Regions from separate parts of the Hordeum vulgare genome. Here region 2 is linked to region 1. Evidence: chromatin contacts called from public Hi-C data. All regions are on one chromosome and are shown on one strand. The core of a region is the stretch at or near the end of the contact, and the rest is flanking DNA. Distances in the headings are between cores, read along the strand shown.

Region 1 (6,136 bases), core at 1,567-4,066:
CTTATTTCTAATTTCTCAGATCAAAGCAATACTAAAGATCTAGGAACAACAAGCTCTCAAAACATCCTCCATTTCAGGGTCATCTCCAGCTTCTTTGTCCTGTTGAAGGATTACACAACACAAAGTTACAACCAGTAATTCACCATCCAGCGAATGATCAAATGGAAAATGGTGCCACCAAGGGCTTGCTTACTGACCTTGTGGATGTAGGAGATGTTGTCGATGCCTGGGCCTGCAACAAGGAGGCCCCCTTGATACCTAAGAAAGATAGACAATTGTTCCTCAAACTGATCCACCACTAACCAATGCTCCGAAGAGAATTACTATATCAGAGCTCCAACAGCCAAAGCAACGCCAAAACATACCATCCGCCTTTCGTCCTGGTGTTCTTTTCAAATGACAGTTCCCAGTCCTGCCTGTACCCTTCCCTGTACAGCTGTATAATCTTCAGACCCGCCTGCGACATGATGGATGTTTACGTATCTGTCGATGAACAGAAACTACACAATAGGAAAGTTATCCAGTAGGAGTTACCGATGGAGTGAATGTTGAGAACAAGCCATTGGCAAATTCCAGAGCCCTATATGATGAGTAATCCGGATCGGCATATACTTCTGCAAAGTGTTATTGTCAGATTTGTATAGTGGAACAATTCCCACAAATTGCCCAATCCGAATCAACATCGGTATGATTTATAGTCAAATACCTTTAACGAGTGATATAAATAATTTTCATTTTCATTTTCTTAAGAACTATAGTATTAATAAACCAAAATGTTTCGTCAACAACTCATTTTCTTGTATAGTTAAGCTGCCCCTGTTGCACAGTTACTGAGAACTTGTAAAATTTGAGCTTTAGGAGCACTCTGCGCAAAGCGTTTCATGGGAAAAGGTTCATAATCAAGAGAACTGGTTTCATGAGACACTAGTTATTTGAAGGCCAAAATACTGTTGCATAAAAAAGGTTCCACCTACTTTCAGAACCTAAGTGGAACATGCTTTCAACATATACTAATGCATCACAACACTGAATCATTGGTACCAGTGGAGGAGCATGAACCAAAATGTAGAGACGGCCAATAAATTATGCTACATGATACTAGCAAACTATTGCTAACTTCCTTCTAGTTGGTGTATAAGTAGAAAGTAATGATACTTAGTAGTGGGACTTTTATTTAAAAGAGGGACTAGGGTGATATAATGATAGTTAATAGTGGGTTTTTCATTTAGAAGGGGCGCCAGGGCCCACTTATCACAATAAGCTCCGGCCTCGGCTGCTACCACTTCAATCTACTATACTAGCATGTTAACATTGTTATAGGCGTACAAGTCGATGTATAATTGTATTTACTCTTACCTCCTTTGAATTTGGTTTGATCAGAAAACGCCTTTGCCTGGATCAGTAAAAATACAGTATTATTCCATCAACCATTGACATGATAGATTATCTACAATTAAAATGGACTCCATCTATCAAATAACTAATTCAATCAACCACCAGAACACTCATGAGTTTGCAACTCCTCTTCGTGATAAACGTAACCGTTGATTCATGGTTACTTCAGGAATACACCAAACACAATACCACATCAAACACCAGTGCGTATTATCCTTACCGTCCACATTAGCCTTATTTTATTTCACAACCACCAAATACACCAAAAAAGAAGTGTTCTCACAGTAGAGCACATACCTGTTCAACAGTACCTGGTCCGATTAAAACAAGAGAAACTCCTGCAGCTTCCATTGCCTCCTGAATGAAGATCAAACATACAAAAAAGAACAGTTTACAAAAGGCATACACTGAATTCAGGAGCTACATAAGCTAATGAAACTGAACACATAACGTTAAGTTTTGCGTTAACTAACTTAGGAAGGCCTTATGCTGTGCGGAATTACTGAAACATCTGGGCAGCCAAACATTGAGCAGGTGTTAGTACGTTACCCATGGGCCATGACCTCTGAAACAGGGGGGTTCATTTTTGTTCAATGGACCTTGGCAAATGACAAGCGACAGAATGCATAGCTTTGAGCAGTTGACGGCATTTCGTATGTTCCTCTATCACTAGTAATTAACAAAGTGGGGAATCAATGAGACATCGAATTGACCTGCTTAGCTGCCAGAAGGTCGGCCCTCTTCCGGCATAGCACACACCTGCAAATAACCAGCACCAATCATCTCAGCTACACAAAATAATCGCCGTAGCTCGACAAATAATCCGGACAGAAACAGTGAAATCCACCCGAAATGGCGGGCGAACGCAACCACGGCCTTCCTGTCCTTCCACAGATCAACGACGGGCACCGCCTTCCCGCTCAGGTCGAGCACCTCCACCCCCTGCAGCGACCTCACGAGCCCCTCCGCCGGCGCCGAAGCAGCCTCCGCGGCGCTCCCTGCGAATCGCGCCGATCATGTTAAGCGCGCGTGCGTGTGGCTTTCACAGATCGAGCTGAACAGCATCATATAAGCGACCAGTGTGACCGACGGAGGTCGCGGGATACCTATGGCTCCGGGCTTGGTGGCCGGGTGAAGGTGGCGCAGCCGCTGCTGCTGGTTGGTGAGGTGGCCGGGCCGGTAGTTCGCGCGGCAGAGGCTCGGCCCGGTCGCGGCCGGGGTGAAAAGCGGTGCAGCCAGTCGCGGGCCGGCAGTCGCGCGCGGCACGGTGAGCAGCGAGTGCGCGGCCATGGCGGTGGGCGCCGGTGGCGAGCGGAGTTTGGGTGGTGACCAACGGGCGGTTGTGCGGCTGTCACTGCCCCGAGAGTTGGCCTTGGAACCGGAGCTGGAAGAAGAAGAGGGCGCGGCGCTGCTGCGGGACGCCGGCCCGCCACGTCTTGTGCTGCGGCACACACATCACACAGCGGGTGGTGGCCCGCACGTCAGCGACCGCGGAAATAAAGAGCCCGGAACTCTTTTTTTTTGGTTGCGAAAAAGGAGTCCACAATTCGCCACGCCTCGTCGCGTTCTCTGACGGCATGAGGGGCTTCCGCTCCGCTCTCGCTCTCGCGGCGGCGCGGACGCGGGTGGAGCTCCAGGGCACGCGCGGCCGCCGACTGTCCCACTGCGCCGCGGCGCCGGCGAGGCCTTCCTTCGGCATCGCCTTCGACATTGACGGGGTCATCCTGCGCGGCCGTAGCCCCATCGGGGGCTCGCCGCAGGCCATCCGACGCCTCTACTCCGACGATGGTAATCCCGTGCTTCTTGCACTCTGCTGGCATTTGGTTGAATCAGTTTGTATTGTACTACATATAAGAAGATCAAGAAGGGAGCGTTTCGTCCGTACTTGTGCAGGCGGATTGGCAACGTGTGCTAGGTGCCTTTGCGTTATTTCATCAAACAGGTCCTAGGCACTAGGTTTGTGCTTGGGCGTGGTGTTCATGCGGATTATGTTAATTTATAAAACTTATAATACATAAAAGATATTTGTGCTGTGCACTACTAATAACTGTGTTTGTAAACAGATGACTTCCGAAAGAGCATGTAGTCAAACTTATGAAACTTATAATACATAAAAGATATTTAGGTTGCTCAGGGGAAATAACTCCAGTAGATCGTCATGAAATATACTTCATAGCAACATAATTTTCTAATTTTCTTACTACCATATTCATACTGGAAGTGGAAGTCATGATCAAAGCTGCATGAAACACCACGAACGGAGGGAAGGAGTAATAGATTGCTGAACACTTATGCTGCATCAGTATGTTTTAAAAAAAAAATATGCTGGCAATGATAGTAAATTAATGCCCTACCATATGGTGCTTAGTAGCTTGTGGATCATCATTCGTTGCCTCTTTTTCAGGTACCCTGAAGGTTCCTTTTCTGTTCTTGACCAACGGTGAGCAGTTCACTATGTCCTATAGCACATCCTGTTTATCTAAAATGGTTGCAATGATTTCTATATATAGTGATGGATTGCTTCTGTTATTTAGATCAATATCAGGCCTGTTAATTTTAACACGAACTGAATGTTGGCTTAACTCTTATAATCAGGTTAATATCTTCCTGTACTACAACTAAACCAGTTGCATGCATGATGTTTTCCAATATATGTCACTATATTGTAGCCAGTGGCGGCGCCGGTGTCGCAACCCTGTGGAGGTCAAATACGCAATTATGTGGTTACACCGTTCTTAGTGTTAATTTCATGAAATTTCACTAGCATAATGTGATTTGCAAAAAATATAAAAAAATGGCGCAACCCTGTGGGTTCAAATACACAATTATATATGAAAGTTACACCATTCTTAGTGTTAATTTCATGAAATTTCATTAGCATGATGTGGTTTGCAAAAAACAAAAGACCCACAGCCCTAACATGGCACCACCTGTATTATGGGGTTATCTTAACTCACATGGATTCAGCCTTACAAAAATTGAAATGCTGAGGTTGACTTGTCTATTTTGGTTATAGAATAATGCTGAACTATCTGGATAATTAAGAGGCAATGTTTCCTACAGGAAGAATGTTTTACAATGTTGAACAGTTATTTTTTCATACCCATCCTATGTTTAAGGGTTTTGTACTTTGTACAGTGAGGCACGGTGATGCTTACCAGTTCTCAGTTATATTACCAAATCTCGTTATTGATATTATTAAGATTTTTCAATTTGTTGGCAGGAGGTGGTGTTCCAGAGCATAAAAGAGCCCTAGAGTTAAGTGAGCTTTTGGGAGTTAACATCTCTCCAGCACAGGTATTTACACTATCATCATGGCTCATTATTCATTGCTTATGAACAGTCAGTCATACACAACATTAGACTTTTAACTAACAATTAACACAACACAGTTTAATGAAAAAGAATATCTGCATCTGTTTCTATGTTAATTTCTGCCTTTTTTTGTGATGATGATGCAGGTTGTGCATGGCCATTCTCCTTACAGAGAGCTGGTGAAGCGGTATAGCATTGAAGTACATAAGTAGTCTTTAAGTTCTGTCTATGGATAACGTTTGTGATTTTCACCCATGAAATTTTATTCCTGAACGGAATATACAACGGTTTCCTGTTACTACAGTTTTGAAGATGATCTTATTGTTGCTGTTGGAAAAGGAGAGCCTGCAGCAGTGATGGCTGAGTATGGTTTTAGGTAATCCTTAATGTTGCTTTTAAGTATTACGACCGTAGTGAAATTTGTTGTGTGTATTTCTCATGAATTGTTTGTTATGTGCAGAAAGGTTCTATCTATAGATGACTATTCATCATATTTTAAGGAAATTGACCCCCTAGCTCCTTTCAAAAAATGGAAAGTGGGAGAATCAAACTGTGAAGACTTTATGTCTGAAAAATTGCATCGACCATATGATGTTTACCAGGAGAGAGTTAAAGGAGTGTTTGTTGTCAGTGACCCTGTTGATTGGGGTAGAGATCTACAGGTAGTCTACTCTATGTTTCATTATTGTAAAATCTTCTTGAGCCATTTTTTAATCTTCTTGGAAACAGTAACCGTGTGAGTTATAAATGTTCACTTCTATAGACATGCATGCAAAGTGCCATGTTTATGTTTTTCAGTTGAAGTGGTTGGCATGCATACATTAAATTGTTTGTCGATTATATGTTAAAGGTACTTTGTGACATCTTGTCAACTGGTGGACTTCCTGGAAATGGAAAAGGAGATCAACCTCCTTTGTATTTTTCGGCTGATGATCTTGAATATCAGGTATGAGGAGTTCGTTGTGTATAGCCCGTTTCTAAAATGTCATATTTCTGAACAGAGGAAGTATCAAATCTTAATATGTAGTTTGGTGGTGTCATTATAGAAATTGGGGCATCCCACGCATTCTTTCCATTAATGGGCTCAATTTAATACAGATTAGTTGACCTGTCAGCTTACTTTCAGATTTAGGGACTTAATGTACAGGTTCAAGGATTTCAGTTCGTATCTCAATTAAAGGCCCTACTTGTTTAGACTTGACATTAATGGTAGAAGAAACAGATTTAAGGTCATTTCACCATTTGCATAGGTGGAGGAGTGTATGTGTCGGTTTTAGCCGAAGCATTGTGTCATGTGGGGATCTACGCATCAGAGGAGGCAGCATGCGTCCAGACCTCCAGCTGAACAGGCTAAGGAATCCTAGTACTAGTTGGCTACCTCTATAGAGGCTGGCCTTACTCATCATAGGACTCAAAGGCAAAGTTG
Region 2 (6,136 bases), core at 1,357-3,856, 540 kb after region 1:
CAGCGGGTCGACGAGGCCACGGCGGGGGCGCGGAGGGGCGGCGGGGCGAGATGCGGCCGAGCTATTTCCTCTCGCGCAGGGGAACCAACTGCCTCCCGCGCGAGGAGGGAAAATGAGGGCAATCCCCCCCCCCCCCCCCCACCCTCACTTCTACAGGTTGGGAAGGGGTTTGAGGGTTCAACCTCTAAATTTTTTTACGGGTTTAAGGGTTCTAGTCTACGCCGTTTTTCCGATGAAAACTGTAAAAAAACGGTTATTTTTAAGGGTTTGAGGGTTCTACTAGAGATGCTCTTACAATGTTGAGTGCATATCCTTTTCCAATGAAATAAGGGCAACACAAGCTATCTAAAAAAAGGCGTAAAGAGATGCAACCAGGCAAGACTGCTTTCCTTTCCATGATGTTCCTTAAAACAGGGCAACTTCACTCAAGTCTGCTTTACTGTGGCCAAAGTTCGCTTGTGGTTCTAATGTCTGCTCCCTGGGTAGAAGAAGTCTGCGCCGTTTTCCTTCACCTTGAAATGGAAGTTCCAAACTTTCTGCCCTTTCGCTGGTCTTTGCTCGATGAGCATTCCCTTGTTTACCACTGACAGCTGTTGCAAAAAAAATGAAACGCTTGTCAACGGTAAAATGGGCGGTGCAAGTGCCACCCTTCATAATAAGACCAAAGGTTCGCCGGAGCAAACTTACCACTATACTGGCTCCAAAAATCAAAGCAAGAACCTAAAGTATGCAAAGTGGTGATCGAGAACCTAACCTGTCCATGAACATCAGCGGCTAAACCGGTGCTCAGAGGCGCTGCCTTAATCACAAGATCAGCAATATAGCGCAGATGCAAGAGAAGTCCCACACCATCCTCGCTTGAATAAATATCCTCGTGATTAAGAACCACAAGCGAGCAATTCTGCCAAGACACAAACAGGGTGTAAAGAATGTGAATATGCTGTGAAGAAAGAGTACTGGCAGTGATTGCTAGATTCAGCTTTACCATCTCGGAAGTAAGTGTCACACAATAATGCAGGAAGTCCAAGACATCATCTGCAGAACCATTGGCAGCAACTTCCAAGAGCGAAACATCATCTATCATAACCGTGAACCGACCTGCATTTTCTCCAGTCCTGTATGCCTCCACCACTCTCTGAAGGCCACTGTACAGCTGAGCCAAGCTATCAGCAATGACACCTCCCCGTGTTCCACCTGAGTAAAGAAGCATGCAAATCAGTGACCTGTTAACGATAATGAAGCATTTGGAGAAACAAGGTATTCAAATATTGCTTGCCTGGGAACGCCTGCAAGTCGAAGAAATGAAGCCTCTCGCTCTTCCTATGCACGGATAAGTTACAGCCCTAGAAAATTTCAGAAGAAGAAATCATGAGCCGTTCAACGTTTTCAAGTAGATCATGCTCTTTGTGGCAGGATGCCCATGCCAGGACCCATGATACTGGAAGAAATCGAAAGTTATACGCTCTCTGAATGGTTAGTCCAGCCTTCAGTGCACCAATCAAACTTAGATTATTTAACTTGTGCAAAGTGCCTAGGCCTTCTGGTTTCGGATGAGCTGGTTATTGGAATCCCAAAGTGTCGCAGACAGCGAGCAGTTGCTGCCAGTTCATCCAGTACTGGCTTCCTGGCAACACAACTATGCAGTTGTGACATCTACTTCTGCGTTCGGTATGGGATTTCACATTCAGACCAGGGCAAGAGGCTATCTAGTAGTACTAGTAGATTCTATCCCTAGATCACCTTGTCGAATTTTCTGATGGACTATCACCCATTCTTTTGCAGGTGATCCATCGAAGCTAGCAGGTGCACGCTTACACAATTTCTCCACTAAGACATAGTACAGCTCTGCAGCAGTACTCGCTGAGTCACAAGTGTGTGTGAAACGTAGGCCGTGCTTAGGGTTAGTGTGGTATCAAGCAGAGAACATGTTGGAGGAAATGCCGGTGGGAGGGCGGGGCGCTTACCATCTTGCGGAGGACGCGGTCGTAGTGCGAGAAGGGGTGCGCGAGGGCGAGGAGCGCCGCGCCCCCGCCCGCGGCGAGCGCGCGCTTGAGGAGGAGGTGGAGGACGAAGGCGGCTGGCGCCTCCACGCAGTCCTCCACGACCACCACCCGCGCGCCGGCGCACATGGCCTCGCCCAGCAGGTCTTCCCCGCCGTACCCCTGCATCTCCCCCTCACCCAACCCCCCGGAGACCGCGACCAACGGGCTGCTGCTGCTGCGGCGGCGGCCGCGGCCAAGGAAGGAAGGAGGTGTCCGAGCGAATTCAGAGACCAAAGGAGTAGTGTACAAAGGAACGCGTACTTGGGTAAAAAAACGTAACGCAGGGGCGAAGGCGTACTTGGCGTAACGGAGAGCGCGCGTGCGTGTCCTGGCTTCGGAAGCAAACAGTGGGTCACGCGGGGCGGGGCGGAGGCAGCAGACGGCACCTGAGGACAGTTGTGTTGTGAGTGGTTCCGTCCTTCCTCGGAGTCGTGGACAGACAAAAGGGGAGGACGGAGTCGTGGACAGACAAAAGGGGAGGACGGAGTCGTGTCTCGTCCCGTCTCGTCAGTTTCTCCACCCGCATTCTTCCTGCGTTTGTCGTCCGTTCCAACCTCCGGCTCCCAAACCCAAACCCTGCGCACTCCCCTTCCCTTCCCACCCCACCCCACCCCTCCCCTCCCCTCCCCTCTGCATTCCGCGCCTCGGGACGCCATGGGGTGCTGCGCCTCGTCGCAGAAGAAGAAGGGCGCCGCGGCCGGGGACAGGAAGAAGAAGGAGCCCGCCGAGAGGCCGTCCCAGATCGCGCCGGCCGCCTCGCCCTCGCCCACGCCCACGCCCACGCCCACACCCACGCCGTCGCCCTCAGCTGGTACGTGCGCGCAGCCTCCCCTCCTCCTCCTCCTCCTTCTTCCTCTTCTTTTGCGGTGCCGGAATTCTTCTCCTTCTTCTTCTCCCCTGGCGCCGGTGCGGCGCCGGTTCTTGGCCGCCGCGGTGGCGTGCTAGTTTGGCCCCGCCGCTCGAGGCGGTCTCTTTGGTATCGTGCGGTTGATCGGATTCTCGGTTCGTTTCTGACGTCGGTGGTCTATGAGCGAGGGTTCTTGCGCGGCTGATCCCGTGGTTTCTTGGCGCTTCTTCGCTTGATGTTTCATGCATGGCTCGTGAAATGCGCTTCTTCGTTCCCAGAATTTGGGATGCCGCAGCGCTTTCTCGTGATTTCGGATACTCTGCGTGAAATCGTTTGAGCAGTTGCAACATCGGGAACTAGGACCGCGCGTAGGTTCATTTCTTCACGATTAAGTAATTGATTTTGCCAACAAAGTGTGGTTCTCTTCTCGGCCCTGAAACCGCACAAGATCCATGCGTTCCTCTCATTGTGATTTGCCTGTGCTCTTCTTTGGATGCGTGCAGATATGCTATGAATAAATCGTTGCATATCTGGATAGTACTTCAATTCACTTTTTCTTTACCAATTCGCTAATGTACCATGACGTTTCTCTTATTCCGGTAGAAAAAATATGCAGGACATCGAATATTGTTAATTTTAATAAATCAAGCTAATAATTAGGGGCATTCTACCTAGTCATTTAGTATCTCATTTATCTGTGTACAGCGCAAGATATACTGGCGATATACATGAGTAGTATATTTTCAACCGATTGAGTAATTAATTTCGCCATGAACTTGTGGTCCTAGGGCTTCTTCTATTTTTCTTTCTATAAAACAAATGTCAGAGCACAGTCTTGAGGTCTTCTTCTATATTTAGAAGAAGATTACCGAAGTGGCCCAAAATCTACACAACCACCGTGGCAGTGGCGCCGACCAAAACAGAGCAAACGTCCAACTAACCTCCTAGAACAGAAAGTGTTGTTCTGGGTCTTGAAACTGCACACAATTTTACTGGCTACTGAGTAAATGTTATTTGATTGTGGCAATTTTTCTTTTAGGAAGTAAATTAATGTTATTATTATGAGGAGGACCGCAAATCCCACTGTGTCGCGATGATATGTGTGACGTATGCATGTCCTTTGATTGTGGCAATTTTTCTTTTAGGAAGTAATTTAATGTTATTATTATGAGGAGGACCACAAATCCCACCGTGTCATCTATGATATGTGTGACGTATGCATGTCCCCACACAAATTTCTGTCCCTTGTTCTTGCTATGGTTGGATTAGTGCGATGGCAAAGCCTGGATTTGATATAGATGAGATCTTAAGCGAGACACCCAAAAAATACTTTGAATATGTGTATATAGCATGATATACCAAATGAAACAGGTTACTGCAAGTTGTTTATATATATGTGTGTTTATTGTGGTTATTAATGAGGTACAGCTGTATAAATCTATGTACTCCTCGTGTATTACTAGGTTTGCATGTCTGTAAATTCATTGATTTACTATGTCCAATTACTAGGTTTAGAATTTTTTGGGAGTTTACTCTGTAACCCCATGCATCTATACTTAGAAACAAGTAGAAATTAGATTACATGATTGTTTCAACATGGATAGTGTTAAGTAAAAAAGAAAAGGGTTATTTCTGTAATTTTGACTTTTCTGTTTACAATAAGCTTTTTTGTTGTTGCATACTTGGAATTGGCCAGTTCCTTTTTGCCGATTCATAATTTCCCACAAAAACAGTTTCCTTCTGGATAATGAAAGTGTTCAGCCTTTTTCATGTGATAGCTGACAACTACACTGGTGATGCATCTATTTTGTTTCTGCAGAGATGTCAAGATTAGGGGCCAGTCAGGGAGCCGTGCGCACTAAGTTCATCTCAAGCCCTGGTCATACCCATCGCCTATCATTCACCTACGAGGAGCTGAATGCGGCGACATTGGGCTTCCCGCAAAACCACTTCCTGGGAGAGGGTGGGTTCGGAAAGGTTTATAAAGGTGTGCTGGACGGCAACGAGGTGAGTTCATGTGTTCTATGGGCAGTTAAATAATTGCAGTCATGTTTGATAATGTATTAAACTCGGAAGATATTTTTTCTTGCTAAAATGTTAGTCGCGTGAACGACAGTGTGATGAGAAGTTAAACTGATGTGGTGAGCTCAAGAATGGATCTCGGTAGCATTTTGTTTCGTATTTTAATATTTTTAATGTGGTCGACGATCTATGCTATGGCCTATATGGTTTGCTGAGGTTATTTTGTTATGACAAGTGAGGCTTGTGAGGATATGGTGTAGTATATGATTCACTTGTATGTTGCTGCAACAGGTTGCTATAAAGATTCTCAACCCCAATGGATCTCAAGGGAACAGAGAGTTCTGCACAGAAGTTATGGTGTTGAGCAGGATGAATCACCCGAATCTTGTCAAGCTTGTTGGCTTCTGCGCTGATGATGATCAGAGGCTTTTAGTTTATGAATTCATGCCTCTGGGTTCACTGGAAACTCATATATTTGGTATGGTACTAAACTACCATGTGTATATAGTTCCCTACTTCATTACATTGTTGCTGAATAATCAGAAGCTTGTTTAACCAGAATTCGGTTTTGTTTTTTATCTTCCCAGATCTTCCCCCTGATAAGAAGCCTCTTGACTGGAATACAAGGATGAAGATACTTGCTGGGGCAGCTCAAGGCCTGAAGCATTTGCATGTTAACTGCAACCCTCCTGTCATAAACCGTGACGTGAAATGCGCGAATATTTTGCTTGGCGAGGGATATCATCCAAAGCTGGCCGACTTTGGCTTGGCAAAGCTAGGTCCGACTGGCGACGATACTCATGTTTCAACTAGAGTGATGGGCACACCTGGGTATTGTGCACCGGAGTATCTTGAGAGCGGTCAGTTGACTATCAAGTCAGATATTTACAGCTTTGGTGTTGTTATACTGGAGGTTATCACAGGAAGAAAGGCTTTAGATCAGAGTCGAATCAAAGCTGAGCGTAGCCTTGCTGAATGGGTAAGCATCACTTCCTGCCTTTTCTTTTTCTTTTATCGAACTACTCCTTGCTTCTCCCTAATGCTATAATGTCTGTACCAAGGAGAATATTGTGTTACTCCCTGGTATATCTTTGGTGAGTTCTGATTTCTATTTGCTTCTGAAAACTGGCAGAAGAATCATAAGTTTATCAGTAGTTTTTAACCATTTGATTAGCATAGATTTGTTATCTTCTTTTATTACATTTGGTCTTGCCATTGCTGAGAT

Evidence for each region. A called contact is a pair of places that touch in the nucleus more often than the background predicts.
Region 2: a Hi-C map of leaf shows a contact between it and region 1, with 6 times the contacts expected there. The contact joins the promoter of LOC123448956 here to the promoter of LOC123448952 in region 1. A contact is called at or near these places in 4 of 6 Hi-C or Micro-C datasets (leaf and seedling) and 1 of 1 datasets of contacts at active chromatin or transcription factors (embryo).

Annotation. Positions count from the first base shown.
Region 1 is chr4H:459,180,173-459,186,308 of MorexV3_pseudomolecules_assembly, forward strand. LOC123448952 (thioredoxin-like protein AAED1, chloroplastic) reads right to left here and starts at 2,817. Exons shown (of 9, transcript XM_045126007.1): 1 at 2,502-2,817; 2 at 2,243-2,393; 3 at 2,109-2,154; 4 at 1,693-1,752; 5 at 1,357-1,393; 6 at 535-614; 7 at 366-457; 8 at 198-258; 9 at 1-99. The coding sequence starts at 2,685. The coding sequence ends at 40. LOC123448951 reads left to right here and starts at 2,941. Exons shown (of 11, transcript XM_045126006.1): 1 at 2,941-3,183; 2 at 3,800-3,835; 3 at 4,619-4,692; 4 at 4,857-4,897; 5 at 5,015-5,086; 6 at 5,171-5,372; 7 at 5,561-5,656. The coding sequence starts at 2,973.
Region 2 is chr4H:459,723,615-459,729,750 of MorexV3_pseudomolecules_assembly, forward strand. LOC123448956 (receptor-like cytoplasmic kinase 185) reads left to right here and starts at 2,607. Exons shown (of 5, transcript XM_045126011.1): 1 at 2,607-2,853; 2 at 4,709-4,896; 3 at 5,203-5,389; 4 at 5,499-5,890. The coding sequence starts at 2,697. It overlaps LOC123448957 (elongator complex protein 6), which reads right to left and starts at 2,301. Exons shown (of 5, transcript XM_045126013.1): 1 at 1,965-2,301; 2 at 1,277-1,343; 3 at 986-1,194; 4 at 755-901; 5 at 257-590. The coding sequence starts at 2,168. The coding sequence ends at 465.